Linked DNA regions of Zea mays: all the other regions are linked to region 1. A link is a contact called in public Hi-C data. All regions are on one chromosome and are shown on one strand. Each heading gives the region's core, a stretch centred on a gene start, on an enhancer-like site or on the middle of the called end of the contact. The rest is flanking DNA. Distances are from core to core; before and after follow the strand shown.

Region 1 (2,700 bases), core at 106-2,605:
GCGTAGTAAATATTTATACGAAGCTAACGCAACTGGAACGAGTCAATTTGGAATTAAAATGAAAGAGTTATGAATTTCTGAAGGTTTTATGTATTTGATACAAGATTAATTAAGGTATAAATTTTAATGTGGCTTTCATGTCAAAACAGAGACACTAAATGATAAACAACAATTTTATAAATTATAGAATTTGGAATGGATTAATTTTGAGCTAAAATGAATTTAATATGAATTATATAAGTTCTTTGGAATTATTTTGGTATTAAAATTCAATTTCTTTAACTATTTATCTAAATAATCAATTCTCTGGACCGGGCGCACTATTATTAGAATGTGTAGGGGTCTCAGTATAAGTCTTCCCAAGACCCAGAATGACTGGCGCCAGGACCGCGGGTTGAATACCTAAAAGCATAGGGTCTCTTTAGTGAAATGGCATGGCGAAGAGATATGATGGATTCTGAGCCATCCGACCCAGACACAAGGGCCTAGATTAGACCTAGGCTATTACGAATCGGTACATAACGGGGCCACACGATTCATAATCTACGGTCAGGATTTAATGACTCGCGGATCTAATCTCTGCCACTTATTGCTCATCCTACGTTCCAGATGAGATCCCTACGAATCGGTATGCAAGAATTCATCCCGGTCGTCAGTCACAGGATCAACGGACCTACTGGTGTCTTCTTCCTCACGACTCCTAGACACCGACGTCCGCGCGCCATGATGGCGGACCTGCCCTGCACTCCCGCCGTATAAGCTAAAACATCAAAGGGGTGGTAACGGCGAGAAAATAATGGAGGCATACCGTGGCTCAGCCCAGGGACGAGCAGCGACGCACTACGGCAGTCCCACTCGATCTTCTTCGCGCGGTGATAACGCGGTGCCCTCCCAACGCTGTAAGCACAGGGAACACCCCCTGCGTCCAGCGCGAACTTGCCGATCTCCCTAGCCCGATGCCGAGGTCCGGTGACGCGCGTCACGGACAAGCTCCATCGTCATCTCTGACCGACAGTGAAACTCTCTCTCTCTCTCTCTTTCTCGGTTCTCTCTTTCCTGGATGCTTAGTGGGGGCGCTTGGCTTTGCCCGAGGTGGCCGACGGGCACCGAGTGGATGGGGTGGCTGCGGTGCCCTCCACCCCCCTTTATATTGCTGAAGCCTCGGACTTCAGCCAGAGGGAATCGAGTCCAGAGATGCGCGAGCAACGCGCGTCATCTGTTGAGAATGGCCAGGGGGAAGACGACGGGTTCTGTTGAAGGAGTCCGGTTAACAGGGCGGGCCCGCAGTCCAGTGATCAGAAGGGAGTGCTCTGCGTACGCGTGAGTGGAGGTCACGCAGACAGGTTGGTCCCACCTGTCACCCAGCAATCGTGACGCGGGGGACAACTGGGCTGACCAAGCGCGGGTTGGGCTGCGCAACGTGGAGCTGGGCCGACGTGAAAGGGAATTGGTGGGCCGCGCGAGTTGAGAGAATTTGGGTCAGCTGAGGATTCATGCCCAATACGGGTACATTCTCATTTCTTTTTTTATTTTCCTCTTTTGGTTTTCATTTTCAAATTTCAAGTTTGAATTCAATTTTGATTCATCTTTCTGTTTCAAATTTGAAACAGATTCCAACCCTAGTGTGTCATATAAATCCTACTATTTTCGGTATTATTACTTATTTATCATATCTCTTTAAGTTTAGAGGCATAATATATAATTCAATAGGAATGCTTGTTGTCAGAGAGGGAATTCTCCGGCCGGGTGGCGGAGTGCACCCGCCCTTAATCCTAAGATAAGGAAGGGGCTTAAGCGTTTTGCCTGTCCGGCTAAGCGATTACCGAGCACATGAACACGCGAGAGTTTAGAGTGGTTTGGGCCACCGAAGCGTAATACCCTACTCCACTGTGTGTTGGATTGTTGTGGAAGCTTGAGAGTTCAGAATCTAAGTTGGGTCTCAGTCTGTGTCTAAAACCTTGTGTTGTAACGTTGCATGCCTCCCCTTTTATAGCTAAGGGGGGCATGCACAAAGGTACTGAGCCCCGACATGTGGGCCCAGGATCATAACAGATGTAGCACTTGGAGCTACAAATGTTCGCCGCTAGAGCAATCTTCTTGCGCCTTGACATCCGAGATCTGTGTAGTATCGGCGTGCAGAGGAAGCTTCTCGTATAAGGGATGATGAGCACAGTGCGCCGAGCGGCACGGGCGCACTGTTTGATAATGGACTGGACAGGTGCGCCATCTGCAGGATGGCCCTGGCGCCGCCTGCCAGTGGAGTGGACAGGACACATTAAATGCTGAGGGGGCACATTGCCTGTCAGCAAGGTGGGTAGGCAGCGCGTCCTCTCCGCAATAAATGCAGAGACCACACGGCTTTAGAGGCCTTACGTTAGGCTCCGCTCGCTGGCTTATGTCACGGGCTACAAGCCACGCGACAGCAGTGGGTCTCCGCCTGAGCGGGGAGCGCAAGCGCACATGATAAGGCCTGGACACGTGTCAGCACCGGACCCTTGCTTACGCCAGGGTATCCCCTGTCCTGGGACCTTGTTGCGGTCCGGACCTTACTGGAAGGGATCTGGGCCCCATCCAAGGGACCCGGCATGCTTGTTTGGGAGTCCCGGGCCATAATTGGGGGTCCGGGTTGTGCGTACAGGGGTCCGGTGCTCCTTCGAGGAGGTCCGATCCAAATGATACATTCTGGGATGCATCATCTTT
Region 2 (2,700 bases), core at 50-2,549, 170 kb before region 1:
CCATGAAGACTTGAACCAGATCAATTACATGCTAACTTATGTGGACACATGCATTGAGGCACCGAGTGTCCATGTATTGAGTTGTGGCAGACCCATTCACCTCCACTTGCTACAAAGAGATTCCATGCCTTACTATATTTGTTGGACTAAGCATAGAGAAATAGGAGTTCTAGAGGATGAAGAAGTGTAGCACCCAAAATCTTATATCGAGGGTTTATTAACGTTTCTCCAAGTTTTTGATTTAAAATATCTTTTAATAAGAATTTTGTTACCATTGAGAGTACGTATCCCAAAATAAAAGTAATAATAGAAATTAGGTATAATTTTCAAGCAAGAGTTAAACTCACGGAAGAAACAATACAGATTTTTCTATTGGGAAATACTTCCTTTACTAATATACATCTAGAGGCATTTATTTTAAATAAGAAAGAAATGAATAAACTTAAATTCTGCATTCATGCTGGAGTTTGTATTGTGCATTTATAATCGAATTGGAAATTTGGATTTCATTTAGATTTGAAAATGGAAAACAAAATAGGAAAAAGGAGAGAACAGGAAACTAAAAAGAAAAAGAAACAGAACCGACCTTGGGCCAAATTCCCTACTCAGCCCAACTCTCTACCCCTACCTTCCCCCCCTTCGGCCGCGTGGGCTATAGGCCAGCCCACTCCCTGTTTCCGGCGTCAACTCAAACCATGCGCATGCAGTGCCTCCTCTATGATTGATTGGTGGGCCCCACCATTGCTGGAACCCCCCCACATCGGGTGCGCCCATGGCGGCGGCTTTGTAACAGCTTGATCGGGCGTGCCACGGTCGCATGCATGCAACTACCAGGCGAATCTGCCCAGCCGGACTATAAAACCTCACGCTTGGCACTTCTTTTCCCCTCCCTACTCTGGTGAACGCCCAACTGTGCGCGTCGTGGTACTGCGCGGTCGTAGCTGGGTGTGGATGGATCGTCGGGTGCCGATTCGCCGCCGCCGCGCAAGTTGGGTTCCACCGTCGCCGTTTCCGTCCACTCTATCAGATGGGATCTGGCCTGGGTTCCACGCGGTTATAAAGGGTGGGGCGTCGGGGCTTTTGCTCCATTCTTGCGGCCGCCGGATCCTTGTGCCAGGATGGCCGAGCGCATGGCGCGTTGGGGAAGAAGACCTGGGGTGCGTCGGATCGGAAGGAAGTGCCAAGATTGGAACATGTGAAGCGCTTCGTTCGTGATCGTGGATCCTGGATCTAAGGACTAGTATGTCTTGCATGCATGGGGATCCTCGGTCGTCGGTTGTAGATCCAATTCTCAAGATTGCATACCGGTTTGATGAGGTAACGATCTAATCTGGGCCGCCCACTACATATCTTATGGCTAAGGTTTACCCATACCCTTTCACCGTGGGAATTTCGCTTAAAAGACCCTAGAAGATTACAGAATCAACCTGTCGTCCACGCGCGGTTGAAAACAGATACAAATAGGTCCCTAGAATTTGCAAATACGCCCTGGCTTCTTCAGAAATTAGGATTATATACAGAGAGCTCGGTTTAGTTATAAATCAATTACAGAAAATGATTTTTTAATATAAAAATAAATCCAGAAACTTGTTTAATACATAGAAAATTCATTTTAACTCCGAAATGACCCATTCTAGTGGCATTAATTTTGTTTTAATATTGTTTATCACCTAGTAACTCTGTTTAGACATAAAATGTCACACCCGGATTTAAGGGATGAAGTGGGATGTCTCTCATATGTGCGCCAAAGAAGAACAACACATATAATAACAGAGTGTATAGAGATAAATGTCACAATATCATAAAAGTAATTATTACATAGCGAAAGTCTTATGAAAATAAAAGATAAATATAAAGCGAACTAATGTCCGTCCTTGGCGCCATAAAGTCGACTAGGAGACGTCACCTAGATCAACTCGTATGCTTCATTGTAGGGCGGCTCCTCTTCAACCACATGCTCTTCACCTGTGGGGGGGGTTATTTATCGCAGGAGTGAGCTCACAAAAGATCATAGCTCAACAAGTTGTGGGGAATAATGTGCATGAACTCACCAAAGGTGGGAGTTCATGTGAGGTGTAGGGCTGATCAATAAATAAAGGTTAAAGCTGAGCATTGCTTTTATAAGTTGGTCAAAATTTTATTAGCATTTACTAAATTTAAGTGAATACCAAACCATGGTAATAGTAAATAAAAATAATAATAATCCAAATGCGATGCAAATGACAAATTGAATTTAATTTCATAAATTAATCATGTGAGTGTTCGAGCCGCTCATGACCGTGAGCATGGCTAGTATACCAGTTTTATACTCTGCAGAGGTTGCACATCTTTACCCACAAGTCGTGTTACCCATTTGCCATGGGGTTGATCGGACCCCATACACCTTTACCAAGGAAGCGAGGCAGGGTACTACTACGAGGCCTTTACAAAGTTCCACTAGCTTCAGAAAACCCGCTACAGTTTCTAGGAAGCTCCAATGCAGGGACCCCTCGCCTGACCGCCATCGCAGCAAAATCAACCCAAGGGCCTCCCACACTGACCACTCCCCTACTGTCGTTGCCTCTATTAGGTAAGGTGCTTGTTGGGGACTTGTTCTCAAATGCTATGAGTTAAGAACAAGGCAACACAAATGTTAATGGTTAAAGACCTTCGTCCTTCAAAGTATTATCTTCCTTAGGATATAATGATCTTCAGACGAAG
Region 3 (2,700 bases), core at 91-2,590, 210 kb after region 1:
TCGTGCCCAGATGAAAATATGGTGCTCAACAGTCTCATTCGTCTGTCTTGTCTTAGTTTTTACTAGCAACACACTATTATAACCTAGCCATTTGAACCCATAACTATCTGGAGTGGTTACCTTTAGATTATCTCTTTAATTGCAACTTTTTTTATCATTTTCTAAAAAATTCTATCATCCTAAATTCCAGCTCTCACAACGGTTCTTTGAATTCGATACACAGTCAACTATATTGTTAATATATTTTAAATTAGATTTTATTTTTGCATACGTATTTGTCATAGTTTTAAAGTGATACATGTTTAATTCGTACGTTAGAGTATTAAATATTTAGAGGGAAGAGAAAACAACCTAGATTAGAGGTGAAAGGATCTGCCTCTAGATTTATGGTGTGTTTGGTTTATGGAGTCACTCTATGCTTTATGATATGATGCATCATAAGTTCATTCCATCAATTTTGATGAAATCAACCTACTTCTCATGTACATACTAATTATTAGCTTACGAGGAATGTGGTGGTGATAGATCATCCCATTCTATTCCACAAACCAAATAAAAATTGAGGAGTGAGAAGAAGATGGATCACTTTATTCCTCAAATCAAACACACTATTGTTTATTAGGGTCAACAGTTCACTTGATTTTGATTCGTACCGGTTTCTACTGCTTGTACAGTATTTTTGTCTCTATGAATTATAGTTGCAACAGTTCAAACATCCGGCTTTAATATGAAGCGATAGCCTTAGGGTGTCTTTGAAGCTTCAGGGACAATCCTGGAGAGTCTTAAGGGGTGTTTAAATGCACTAGAAGTATTAGTTAATTGGCTACAAATTGTTAGTGGAATTAGCTAGCTAACAAATAGCTACCTAACTATTAACTAATTTACCAAAAAATAGCTATTATCTAGGAAGTTTGAATGTCTCAACTAATTTTAGTCATTAACTATTAGCTCTAATGCATTCAAACGTCCCTAAAAGAAGGTGTGGGTTCGGCTCACACCTTCTATCTTTTTTAACCTTACAATACAAACAATAGCCATCTGTTTAAGTTGATTCAACCTCTTGGTAATTTCTCATACAATATTATTCTTTAATTATCACACTAGCATACTATGAGATTTTAAAATTTTAAGGTTCGATCGCATCTATATTAAATTTAATAAAAACAGCTACCTCAGTATCATTAGCATGCACGTCACACAATAAATTGTACTAGCTGGATCCGGTCCGTGCAGGAAGAGAGTACTTGGGCTTTCAGGCGACCTGCCTCGGCCCATACCGGGCTTGGAAAGCGCTCTGGCATCACGCAACGCAACTGTGGCCAAATTACGCTGCTTGATGTCGAGCCTGTGGAGTGGCCCGGAAAGTGGGGTTTCGCCGGCGGGCTGAGAGGAGCGGTAGATTGGTGGCAGCGGCGACCTAGGGTTCCGGTGAGTGCATCCATGGCCTCCGAGGCGGCGCGACGGCGGCAGGAGGTGGCGGTGGAGGGGCAGCGGCACCTGGAGGAGACCATCGCAGCCGCGTTCCAGATCCTCGTATCCATGAACGACGAGCTCTGCAACGCCGGTCTCTGGTCCTCCTCTTCCGTATCGGCAGCAGCAGCTGCTGCCGCTTCCGCTGGCTCCCAGCACCACCAATCGGCTACTCCGCCGCCGCCACACTCTGCGGATTCCGACGCTGCCGACGCAGGGGGCGCACCCGGCCCTGGCGGGTCGCTCGACGAGGCGAGGCACCGCTACAAGTCAGCCGTGGTGGCGCTGCGGGACTCCATCTCTGCTGTGTCGTCCTGCCCTCAGGTGAGAGCTCGATGCAGCTTATGCTCCTGGCGCTTATGCGGAGAAGTGTTTTAGGCGCATTCTTCTGTGACGAAAGATGTCACTTCTGGTGTAAAAATCAGGGCATTGCCATTGCCTTGTAGAGGAGCCCAAAACAATTTCTTATTACGTGGTTGATTTGAGATATTTACAACGGTAACAACTCCAACTCTTGCAATGACATAGTGGCCATTCTTGTGGAGGGCCCAACAAATTTTCGTTTCCAAATCTTACAATTTTTTATTTAGATAGGTCCATATTTGGTGCCACAATTATAAAGATGAAATACTGATGTGAACTTGTGAAGTATGTGGTGCTACATTACGTTTTTTTAGAAAACAACCTTGGTTTGCTAAAAAGAACATCATTGGGGACCTATGATTGACTATTCCCACATTTGATGTCAGTACTCTGTTTTTTCTTTTTCTTTTTGAAGAAACATGATTACTGCATGCCGCATGGATTTAGATACTGTCTCAATCAAGACATTTTTTTGAAGAAACATTTTGGGTATGTTTCAAGTCAAGGCATGTGCCTAGCATCCAGTCAAAATGAAACATTTACCAGTCAAGCCTAACTTACTGGTTGATGAACCTTTTCCCACTGGCCCAACTTATGTCTGCTGCATTTATGCATGTCAAATGCACAGGGATGCTATTGACCAAAGTTTTAAAACGTGTCTGGGGAGAACTAATATGCCCAAGGCTTCTGGACTAAAGAGAAGCGGAAGGCGCCTAAGAAAATGGACGAAGGGAGTAATTATTAAGGACAAAGCCAACTGGTAATATCAACAAACATGGATTTTAATGAACTAGAACTTGCTTTTCACATTGTACATAGAAAATTGTTTATCTAACCTTAATCGGCCATAGCTGTAATTGGTGAAGC

Evidence for each region. Hi-C and Micro-C count contacts between places; a contact is called where the count stands out from the background.
Region 2: a contact with region 1 is called in a Hi-C map of leaf, with 4 times the contacts expected there. The contact joins two enhancer-like sites. A contact is called at or near these places in 5 of 25 Hi-C or Micro-C datasets (bundle sheath, ear, leaf and 1 more).
Region 3: a Hi-C map of leaf shows a contact between it and region 1, with 6 times the contacts expected there. The contact joins the promoter of LOC100384016 here to the enhancer-like site in region 1. A contact is called at or near these places in 3 of 25 Hi-C or Micro-C datasets (ear, leaf and tassel).

What each region holds. Positions count from the first base shown.
Region 1 is chr2:72,423,181-72,425,880 of Zm-B73-REFERENCE-NAM-5.0, forward strand. No RefSeq gene overlaps it. Among protein-coding and RNA genes, the nearest start is that of LOC109944512, 6.8 kb to the right of the region's middle. Within about 2 kb of position 1,356, at least 18 of the 20 cell types and tissues checked have an H3K27ac peak or open chromatin away from gene starts, as enhancers often do. A contact at or near this core is called in bundle sheath, ear, leaf and 1 more, where this site is marked.
Region 2 is chr2:72,253,187-72,255,886 of Zm-B73-REFERENCE-NAM-5.0, forward strand. No RefSeq gene overlaps it. Among protein-coding and RNA genes, the nearest start is that of LOC100501814, 36 kb to the left of the region's middle. Within about 2 kb of position 1,300, at least 19 of the 20 cell types and tissues checked have an H3K27ac peak or open chromatin away from gene starts, as enhancers often do. A contact at or near this core is called in bundle sheath, ear, leaf and 1 more, where this site is marked.
Region 3 is chr2:72,634,887-72,637,586 of Zm-B73-REFERENCE-NAM-5.0, forward strand. LOC100384016 (Mediator of RNA polymerase II transcription subunit 30) reads left to right here and starts at 1,341. Exons shown (of 3, transcript NM_001176627.1): 1 at 1,341-1,794. The coding sequence starts at 1,441.